Regions from separate parts of the Arabidopsis thaliana genome. Here region 1 is linked to region 2. Evidence: chromatin contacts called from public capture Hi-C data. All regions are on one chromosome and are shown on one strand. Each heading gives the region's core, a stretch centred on a gene start, on an enhancer-like site or on the middle of the called end of the contact. The rest is flanking DNA. Distances are from core to core; before and after follow the strand shown. Region 1 holds the start of MGDC (monogalactosyldiacylglycerol synthase type C). Region 2 holds the start of AT2G11522.

Evidence for each region. Capture Hi-C pulls out chosen DNA fragments and counts their contacts.
Region 1: a contact with region 2 is called in a capture Hi-C map of seedling, with 4 times the contacts expected there. The contact joins the promoter of MGDC here to the promoter of AT2G11522 in region 2.

What each region holds. Positions count from the first base shown.
Region 1 is chr2:4,740,600-4,746,168 of TAIR10.1, forward strand. It overlaps MGDC (monogalactosyldiacylglycerol synthase type C), which reads left to right and starts at 2,563. Exons shown (of 8, transcript NM_126865.5): 1 at 2,563-3,106; 2 at 3,724-3,896; 3 at 3,992-4,153; 4 at 4,975-5,116; 5 at 5,208-5,432; 6 at 5,517-5,569. The coding sequence starts at 2,789. It also overlaps the pseudogene AT2G11800.
Region 2 is chr2:4,618,556-4,624,683 of TAIR10.1, forward strand. AT2G11522 reads left to right here and starts at 3,567. Exons shown (of 1, transcript NM_001335373.1): 1 at 3,567-4,197. The coding sequence starts at 3,815. The coding sequence ends at 3,940. It overlaps CRCK3 (calmodulin-binding receptor-like cytoplasmic kinase 3), which reads left to right. Exons shown (of 8, transcript NM_126855.4): 1 at 1-238; 2 at 496-884; 3 at 970-1,161; 4 at 1,249-1,532; 5 at 1,889-2,054; 6 at 2,140-2,229; 7 at 2,317-2,615; 8 at 2,687-3,167. The coding sequence starts at 590. The coding sequence ends at 2,893.

The DNA of each region.
Region 1 (5,569 bases), core at 1,313-3,812, 120 kb after region 2:
CCCGCTCGGCGTATGCATTGTGCGCTGATCTGATCTCGGAATGGTTTGCTGCTAAAGCTGCGAGCTGGCCATTGCAATGTTCTTAGAAAAACACGAACTTATCGGAGAGTGTCGTTACTGCGAGCTGTTGCCGGTCGGTTTTCTCTGACAACTGCTGAAGCAGCTGCTTGATGTCGTCGAGGGTGGAGGTTTAGTCGCCGGAACTCTGACCGTCGGTGTTGCTCATGGTGAATTGATCGTTGCTCTGAAGTTAAAGACTTAACTTACCCTCCTTCTAGCGCCAAATTGTGGATGCCAGAATCCGCAATTAGAATTTTGTGGTTGTTTTTGTGAGGATCTTAAGTCTTGTCGGTCGAACAATGATCAAATGATAAACGGATTTGTGTATTTCAGTATAGTTTCAGTATAGTTTCAGTACAAGGTGTTTTCGTCCCCTTTACAAATGACAATTGACTCTTATTTATACTAATACAACGAATCAAATGACTTAAATGATTAGCTGGTTTCACGCCGCAGACCTCGCCCCTATTAACTTCGTACGTTGCGGATCAACAGCTCGGGCCTTTGAATGCTTATCATTCAAGTCGATATCCAGCCGTTACTAAATTAATTCCGTATCAACTTTTTGAACCACTGGGCTTTCATTGGGCTCTAAGGCCGGGCCCAATCCTTGTCTGGAAGCCCACAAATTGCGGGTCGAGTCGAGCACAAGATCCGACATCCACAAACCATTACTTTTTGCTGGTCTCGGGTTTTGAGCCGGGATCCACAAATCCTCCCAAACGGAGATGGAAGCCCCTGAACCGACTTTTTTAATAAGTCCTTTACAAACCAGAGATCTAACTGAACAAATACTTCTCCAGCCATAAGACGGAGAGTATGATTTTATATTTTCCAGAGGATTGGATTTCCTAAAATATCTTCGTTTAAAAACCTTGGCAAAGAGAGAGTCCGGAAACGAAACTAGACGCCATAACTGTTTCGCTAATAATGCAGAGTTTAAATCATCTACATCCCGAAAACCTTAGTCACTTCCCAATTTACTAGTACACAGTTTGTTCCAAGTCATCCAGTGTATACCTCTAGATTCACCATTCGAGCTCCACCAAAATCCTGCGACCGCACTTGTTAGTTTGGAAGTAATTGTTTTCGGGAGCCTAAAGCAATACATCACATAAGTTGGTAATGTTGCGGCTACTGATTTAATCATCACTTTTTTCCCTCCTTTTGATAGGAATTTAGTTGACCACCCATTTATTCGACTGTAATCGATCTTTAACAACGGAAAAGATCTTTGTCTTAGATCCCCCTAAACTCTCAGGTAGTCCGAGATAGGAACCCATGCCTCCGATATTATGTATACCCAAGATCGATTTTATTTCTGCCTTTATAGCTTCATCTACTTTATGCCCGAACTGAATCGATGATTTTACAAAATTTATCATATGTCCTGATACCGCTTCATATTGTTTTAGAATACCCAATAGTTAATAGACTTATTATACCCACATTAGTCTTAATTTCTTTGAATGTCACTATATTTATTTTTTAAATTTATATTTGTAATTATGTTTATCGCACATAAATTTTTCATATAGTATTAAGTTTTCTTGATTTTACTACTTCTAAAAAAATAAAATGAGATTTTCAAATTATATTATACCAAATAAATTAAATTGTGAAAATTGAACCACAGATTTAAAACATAATGTACAACTATTTCATATAAAACAACATTCTTTTCTTTAGGATAGTTACAGTAATATACCAAAAATCAAATTTAAAATAAATTAAAATTTTAATAATGTTCTGTAATAAAGAGAAAAATATATAATAAAACACGTACTAATGCATCATAAAATACACATTTTATGTACTAATAAGTATAATAAACATGTTATCTTAACTAAACATAACCAAGTAAAAAAAACATACTACTATATCAATAAAAGTAAATACATATACCAAGTAAGTTGAAAAAATAAAACTATTGCTCAGTTATTTATATATAGATTATATTAAATTGAAACAACAATTAACTTTCTAACGCAAATAATCAACTCGCTGTGTACCGCGGGTCAATATCTAATGATGTCATAATTCTCGTAGACAAATAGACAATTTTTCCATATGAGTACATTTGATGCAAAAGTAGACATTTGAACTGAAACCTATTTTTGTTTACAAACATTCATATCAACAACTAAACAAAAATCGAAACTAACTTGAATCAATTAATCAAGTATTAAATTAATATGAAAAGTGGACTCAAATTTAACTGAATCGATTTAAACCTAATCAAACCAGATAATTTTTGATTCTAAACCGGTTTACCTATGTCACAAAAAGGACCATCCATGTCATATTTTTTTTTTAATTTTTAAAAAGTCAAGTTGTTTTAAATATACTTGAGATGCAAAGAAAGATCCGAATCATATATCCGAAGATTCCGAAACCAAAGGCGGATCCGACGGCTCCAAGCTGCCATATTCCCTTGTTACTCTACCACTAAATTAAGCCCCACATAAAACAATAAAGACACGAAATATAAATACCTAAGCAAAACTATAGGAACCGAAAAAAAAAAAAAAGAATAATTCCAGCATCATTCCTCAAGTAATTTAAAAACAATTATTAAAAGAAGCAACTTGGTCTTCCATTTTTTTTGCTACAAAAAATTTAAAACCCCAAAAGAACTTAAAATCTTTTACATAAAGATCACCAACCAGCCACATAGAAAACACAACCATCGGTCTTCTTATTATTCTTTCTTCAACACCAAATAGTCATGATGAAAGTGGTGTCACCTCGTACACGGTCGGATTCAATCACTGAGAAGGTGTTTCGACGAGTCTATAGCAATTTTAACATCTCAACAGTAGAAGATGAGTATATCCATCGTCAGAGATCAAGTGATTATGAGAAGGAGAGTCGTCTAAGGAAGAGAGGGTTAGAAGACAAAGAAGAAGTTATGGAGATGGAGCAGATGGGAGCAGAGAGGATCAAAACTGTTCTTATTCTCATGAGTGATACCGGCGGTGGCCACCGTGCTTCAGCCGAGGCCATCCGCGACGCTTTCAAGATCGAATTCGGAGATGACTATCGGGTAAAAATATTAATATTTTTATTTATATCTTCATTTTCATTCTCTTTGCCTTGAATCCAACGCATAGGGTTGAGCCAATAATATGCTTCCTTAACCATATATATAACGTACAAAAAAACGAAAAAATATTGCATAAGCAACAAAACTTAATCATACTTTTATCTTTTAGTTTCTGTGTAAAACAACAACAATATTTTGAAATATTCATTTTGAAAATTTCAAAGCTTGTAAATATATACCTCGAATAATATGTATTTATATTATGACAAAATTTTCCAATAGATTATGTTATAATATATCATAGAGGAGTTTCTGATTCTAATGAAATCTCAGCCGTCAATATTAAAGTTGTCGCAGTAGTCGTCTTGAATTTGAAAACGAAAAGAAACAAATATCTACTTGGAAGTTTTGTAGCCTAGTATGAATCTTGGAGTTTGCCAGGGTGTCGGAGATACGAGCTGACGTCAACAATCTATGTCTTAAAACCTGTCCCACGTTCCATTTATTTTGTTTGTCAATAATGATTAAAAATTTGCATTATTTATTTCTCTAGCTCTGACTCTTTGATGTTACAATATTCTCTCTAGGAACTAATGTCATTTTTTTTATAACTATAGATAATCATAAAAGATGTTTGGAAAGAATACACTGGATGGCCATTGAACGACATGGAGAGACAGTACAAGTTCATGGTGAAACATGTTGGTCTTTGGTCTGTTGCGTTTCATGGTACTTCTCCCAAATGGATCCACAAAAGCTATCTAAGTGCTCTTGCCGCTTATTATGCCAAGTACTTATATGTTAACCTTCTTCTTTTTTCGTTATCATCCCTTAGTGTTACGAATTAGCAATATAATGGAGATTATTTCTTCTTTTGGTGAACAGAGAAATAGAGGCCGGTTTAATGGAGTACAAACCGGACATTATTATTAGCGTGCATCCTCTGATGCAACACATACCATTGTGGGTAATGAAATGGCAAGGACTTCACAAGAAAGTTATTTTCGTTACGGTCATCACTGATCTAAACACTTGCCACCGTACATGGTAAGATGACATTACTTCTATATATACTAAGTACTTAAAATCAGTTTAATCCACGCGTTAGCATATTAATCCTGCATGTTTACTCTCATGACTTTTCATTTAATAAAATATAGATTATATGCAATAATATTTAAAATTAACCAGTGTTTTCACGTCCGACCCAAACCGTTCGGTTCGAACGGTTAATCAGCAACCCAAACACTTTTTCGGTTTAGGTTTAGTACTATAGCCAACAATTTTAAACCCGGAAAAATCCACAAAAAATCGCCATTAACCCGCGACCCAGTGAACCGGTTGAACTGGCCGTGTGTGAGTTTTAAAAAATATATTCGATTTTTGAATAAAATATAGCATTTTAGACTCTATTCAGCTATTTTTAGAAAAAAAATTCACTTTTTAAACTCATTTGATTTTTTTATATTTTGGTGAAGTCTTCACAATTCCGCCTAAAGTGACTGAAACCGAGATTAGTTGTTTTAATTCGCAATGTTTATTAATTTATTTTCGTCATTAATGATCTCCTACTATATTTGTTACGGTTTTAGTCTTTTAGACTTTTAGTTAAATTGAAAACTTTGATTGTTACTGTTTGATTTCATATTTTGTTAAACATAAGATAATTATTTTTGTTTTATTTTATATAATCTCTATTAATATTAAATATATTCAATAAATTTTATTCAATTGACCTGTGGTCTAATTCGGTTAACCCCATTAATCGGTGATCCAGAAGAAAATCCGGTTCACTGTCCGGGTCAGGGTTTAAAACATTGAAATTAACCTAATAGCTCAAAATGAAATCTTCGATTTTGATGTAATAGGTTCCATCATGGAGTCAGCAGATGTTATTGTCCGTCCAAAGAGGTTGCAAAGAGAGCATTAGTAGACGGCCTTGATGACTCTCAAATCCGTGTCTTTGGCTTACCTGTCCGCCCATCTTTCCCTCGCACTATTCTCAACAAGGTAAATTCTGTCCAATTCATACCATTTAGAGATCTTTTTTTTCCCAATCAAGAGAAGATCAACAATAGCTATTATTATGTGTGTTTGTTAGAATGAACTAAGGAAGGAACTTGAAATAGACTTAAATTTACCTGCGGTTCTATTAATGGGAGGGGGTGAAGGAATGGGTCCGGTTCAAAAAACAGCTCTAGCCCTTGGAGATTCTTTATACAACTCTAAAGAAAGTAATCCAATAGGACAATTGATTGTCATATGCGGCCGGAACAAAGTCCTTGCTTCTACATTAGCATCTCATGAATGGAAGATTCCGGTCAAGGTACAAACTAAAATATAATTTTTTTTTTACTTCTACTATATACTTATATACCAAGTAACTAATATATACTTGTGACGTTTATAGGTTCGAGGGTTTGAAACACAAATGGAAAAATGGATGGGAGCTTGTGATTGTAT
Region 2 (6,128 bases), core at 2,317-4,816:
CACGAACTTTCCTGAGACGGAAAACAAAAAAACAGAACACGAATTTTCAAAGTTTTCCACACGATGTCTTCCATAAGATCGTTACCACGTCCCTAACTCTTCTCCTTCAGACAAAAGTACTTTAGTTATTCTTCTTTCTTTTGCCATACTTCTCTGAAAACAGAATAAATCTTTTGTATTCGGTCAAACTGATTCAAATACTGTACAGTCAAGTCAAAGCTACAAGATCGTGTTCCAGGTTTTGGTCTTCTCTTCCTTAACTCTCCTGGGTTTTCTCTAAATTGGTCTCTTCTACAAAAGTTCGAATCAAAAAATTTTCTGTTTTGATTTCGCTTAATTGATTTCTCGTTTTCTTTCTTTTCTTGGAAACCTTTTAATTCCGAAATTGAGAGTTTTTTTTAGGGTTTAGGAAATCTCTTACTGGATCTTTGCTATAGTATTGAAATGGAACCCTAATGTTGGAAGCTTTCTAAAGCTGAGTTTTTGTTTCTACAGGTTTAGAGAAAATCTTCTGAACTCAAAAGATTCTCATAACTGAGTTTATAAATGGATAATTGAAGTTGTGTATTTTGTTGATAAAACCAAAACCATGGGTGGAGATGATTTGAGCTTCACAAGATTGGTGATTACTGCTTTGTTTGGTCTGTTAATGTTGTTACAAATCAAGGAAACTTCTGCATCAACATCCTTTGTAAGCTCGAGTGTTTGTAAGTCTGATCACTTGACCTACACAAAGCCTTATCAACAAGGGAGTTTGTTCACAATTAACGGTAATCCGGTGGAGAAACTCCGGTTTTGCGAAGCTTTACGGTTTCACAAAGCCAATGGTTGTATCTTTGAGGATTCTTTTAGTGATGACTTCTGCACAATTCACTCTCTACTAGGTTTGCTCTATTTAAAGATTTTTTTGTGCTCCTTTGATTATATATAGTAACCGAATTTGGTTAATTGTGACATTGTTTAATGTAGGGAGAAGGTTTTTGGAAGAAAAAACTGTAAAAGATTCCAAAAATAGTAAGCCTAAAACTGAATATAGCCATGTTAAAGTTAGCATAGCAGGAAGTGGGTTTCTTCTCTTGTGTTGCGCTCTTTGTTGTCCTTGCTTTCATAAAGAGAGGAAAGCAAATAGTCATGAAGTTCTACCTAAAGAATCTAACTCAGGTCACTTAGTGTCTCTCACATTTATCTTTCTTTTGTAGCTATGAAATAATAACATTTGACATTGAAGCTTATATATTTCTATCACAGTGCACCAAGTTTCTTCTTTTGAAATGAGCCCTTCTTCTGAGAAGATTCCACAAAGTCCATTCCGAGCACCACCAAGTCCATCCCGCGTACCGCAGAGTCCATCTAGATATGCTATGTCCCCAAGGCCTAGTAGACTGGGACCTTTGAATCTGACCATGAGTCAGATTAATACAGCAACTGGTAATTTTGCAGACAGTCACCAAATTGGTGAAGGAGGCTTTGGTGTAGTCTTTAAAGGCGTTCTAGATGATGGCCAGGTTGTTGCCATAAAACGAGCCAAAAAGGTACTCTTATAATCTTTCAGCTTCAATTTTCTTGTGGTATCAAATTTGTAGTATAGTTTATTCAGTCATGACCTATAACGTTGACAGAAGCTAATAATAGAACCTTTACATGATCAACTAATAGGCACTAGATTCTTGTAGTGTTAGGAAATCAAGTTCTCACACTAATTATATGTGGTCTAGCCTTACTGAGTAATGTTGCTTTGTGATTCCATGATTAGGACTCTAACTAGATATCTATTCTTTGGTTTTTAAATCTTGAAGATTAACGATCATTTGTACTAATACAGTGCCATTGAGACCTTGATCACTGCACAATATGAACTAATTAAGTGTTGATTTTACTTGTCTTGTAGGAACACTTTGAGAATCTGCGAACGGAGTTTAAAAGTGAAGTTGACCTTTTGTCTAAAATTGGCCACCGGAACCTAGTGAAGCTTCTTGGTTATGTTGACAAAGGAGACGAGCGACTTATCATAACTGAGTATGTCAGAAATGGTACACTCCGCGATCACTTGGACGGTAAGAACTTCTTTACATCTTCCCGAGCTTGTCATGGCTATAAAAACATATGACTAAACCATAAAGACTCCTTTTGTTATTGCAGGTGCTCGTGGAACTAAACTTAATTTCAATCAAAGGTTGGAGATTGTTATTGATGTCTGCCATGGCTTAACCTATCTCCATTCTTATGCAGGTAGAGAATGTTGTGCTTCCTCATAATATAAGTATAAATCTTGAAAGGATCTTATTTGATATTTTATGATTCTTGTCTTTGGAACAGAAAGACAGATAATTCACCGTGACATAAAATCGTCGAACATTCTACTCACAGATAGCATGAGAGCCAAAGTAGCAGACTTCGGCTTTGCGAGAGGCGGTCCTACTGACTCGAACCAGACTCACATTTTAACTCAAGTGAAAGGAACCGTTGGTTATCTCGATCCTGAGTACATGAAAACTTATCATCTCACTGCTAAAAGCGATGTTTACTCGTTCGGGATTTTGCTTGTGGAGATACTCACAGGCCGTCGTCCAGTGGAGGCCAAGCGACTTCCTGATGAGAGGATTACGGTCCGATGGGTAAGCCACTTTATAATGTTTCTTCTCCAACTTACATCATCCTTTACTAAATCGAGTTTGCGGTATGGTAGGCATTCGACAAGTACAATGAAGGGCGAGTTTTTGAACTAGTGGATCCTAACGCGAGGGAACGAGTAGATGAGAAGATACTAAGGAAGATGTTTAGTTTGGCATTTCAATGTGCTGCTCCTACTAAAAAAGAGCGGCCTGACATGGAAGCTGTTGGGAAGCAGCTTTGGGCTATAAGATCAAGTTATCTCAGGCGGTCAATGGAATAAGACAAGTGTTCACACGTTACAACCACCAAAATGCTATAGTCTCTCTGTTGTTAGATAATATCACCTCTTTTACATTTTGCTATCCAACCACTTCTTCTTCAGATTTGAAATGAGATGTCTTATTCATGACTTCAGATTCTCGAATGACGCATGTAAACTATGTGCATTCATTAGGTGTGGACCAAAAAAAATACAAAAACTGAACCGAATCAACCGTGAAAAATGTTAAAACCGAAACTTAACCGGAATAATTATAAACCGTTTGGTTTCATTATTCTAGAATCCAAATAAATTTAAAACCGAAATCATTTTTGTGTAACGAAACCGAACTGAACACAGTAAATCAAATTCAAGTATGTATCAAAAATAGATATAGTTATTCTAGTTCAAAATATCTATAATTTGGTATGTATCAAAAATAGATATACTTATATTGAATAATTATGATATTAAGTAAATCTGTTTCTACATAAGTGGATGTAAGGAAAAGTGAATTGAGATTGACGGACGAGTTTCTCTCTTCTCTCTTTAGTATTTTTCAGAGAGAGACTCATCCCAATAAATGTTTAGGATCGTCGTTCGGGTTTCTTCCGGCTTCTGTCGACCGGGTGTCTTTCGGCTATCTTCTCCCGTTGTTCAGGATTTAGAATTTTCTTTTGGTCAATTTTGAATTCGGGTTTTCGTGATTTGTTTTTGTTTTATAGTTTTAAAATCTTGATGATGAAGCATTATGATATGCAGAATCTTCAGTTCCGAAGAGTTGTTCTCTTCGCATGATTTAGTTTATTCTGCTTTGATTGGCTTCTTTGTTGAGTTCTGTTTTTAGGCTCCAACAGTTTTCCGGCGATCTGCGTTTTTGACAATTAGCTTCGTTTGCAGATTCGGTGATGAAGATTTGTGAATTTCTCTGATTAAAAACCAATGGACTTCTTTTTGAAGCTCTGGCGGTTTCCGGTGATTTTGGAGGTTCTTCAGGTCGCTTTCTACATCGACGATATCCAGCAACGACATATGATTCATCTCTCCACGTGTCTCAACAATGGTTAATAGCTTTACACGTGCCTCTGCTTTGGATTTTTACAGCTTACTTCTTCAAAGGGTTTTAGTTTTCTGGACTGGGCTTCATTTACTTTGGACCTAAATTTAACAGACGGACTTGGTGGTTTCTTTTATACAATATTGGATTATTCTATTGTTTAGATATAGTCCAATATTGTAAAGCTTAATGTGTCAAGCCCTGTAAATGGAAGTTTCCACAGTTGTACTTTTTACAACACAACTTTGAAATAAAATATAACACTTATGAAAAAAAAAAAAAGTAAATCTGTTCTTTTGTTTATATTTGAAAGTTTATAAAGCAGAAAACCGAAACATAACCGAATTATGTTAAACTAAACCAAAAATCTAACCAAATTATAGATATTTTGAACTAGAACCAAACCAATAAGCGATTTTTTGAGAGACTAAATACTTTAGGCTAACATTAAGTACATAATGACGATTCTACCCTAATATGTGATTTTTGACACGATTTTTGTCATTGAGTTATCAGATCACGTTTATTCCTGACCTTTTTCCATTTGCTGATCATTCGACTGAATGCTTGTAAAATTGTACTCCAGTTGAATTCCTTATTTTTTGAAAATGATTTTCTAACAAACTAAACTATAAAGTATCCATGCCATTTTATTTTTTGATTTTATCGTTTTTAAAGGATCGAAATTGAAATCTAAATGTTAATCTTTAGGTTATGCTTGATGTGTATGACTACGGAAAAACAGTCTATTTTCCCACGAGAAGTATGACATCATACCAAATAGATCCCAATCTTTACCTTGCTCCATATGTCCATGAAAAAATATTTCTCGATCTGTATCTTTCCGAATTCAAAGTTTAAAACATATTTCTCCATAAACAAATAGTTCAAAACTAATTATCCGCAAATATTGGTTTTGCTCGGTTTACGGTTTGCTAAACCAATTTACAAAGACACTAAACCAGATTAAACATAAATAAAAATAAATTTAACCCAATTACAACTAATTGAAACCCAACCCAGTGCTCTTTTTCACATGTTTCCTTTCTTCGTCTTCTTCGGATTTTAATCTCTTTGGCCCTTTTGGTTGAATCAATTTTTGAAAAACATCCACTTATTCTCACTATTTCCTCCCCTTCCCAATATATTTGAAATAAAAGTTTACCCTTTTTTATTCTTTTTAATTTTCTATTAAATTTTTGCTACCAAACAAACAATTAGAATCAACCAATCATATTCATTCTCTCTTTATTAACCACCTAAACCTACCAAAACCAACCAAAAACGCAAAAAACATTCGTTTTCTTCTTCATACGATTTCAGATATATCACCTCGTCTTCTTCTTCTACATATCCAAGATCCACATATCTCCTTTCATCTTCTTCTTTTCCGTCCATCATTAATTCTTACTTCTTCTTCAACATCCACGTTTCATTAAGGTAAGTATTCTTGTTTCTTAGTGGAGTAATGTTTGACGTTCGTGTCTATGGATGAGAAAGGTTAAATCGTAGTTTGAATGCGTTTAATTGTAGAAAAACTGAAACCAAGGTGTACAAATAATTAGAATATTTACGTACATCTTAAATATTGTGCAACTGTGACAAATGGGTATAACTATGTTTATTGACTTATGAAAAATGTAAAATTATTGACCGTTTTCTTTCTCTCTTTTCTTTTCAAGGACAATGAAAAGGAATCTAGTGATACGTTTTGCTTATGATGGGTAATATATTAGTATCAGAGAAGATGTACTTTGGATTTCTAACGAAGAAGATGAAGATGTATTTATTTTTTTGAAGAAATCGAAAGGAGAGGTAAAATATGCGAAGTTGATTAAGAAGATTTGTAGGAAGAGAAAGGTAGATGAATTTCGACAAAGCTTAAAGTGAGTTACTTTCCCTTCTCATTCCAAGGACGTAAGGTAAGACCAAATTATATTCGGGATGATGAAGATCTAGATTATTATTTTGAAGATGTGAGTGAATAAGGGTTTAGAAGTGTATTGCATGTTCAAATTAGTTATGATGTTGAACCAAATATGAGGATGGATGAGAATGAACGGTTCGATCATGTATTGAGAGAGGATTTGGTTATAGAAAATGTTGCAAATAGTGAAGATATATCTCTTATTGGTGGAGAAGATGAGATTGGTGGTGGTGTCCTTGCTATGTACGTAGGAGAACAATCAAAACAATATC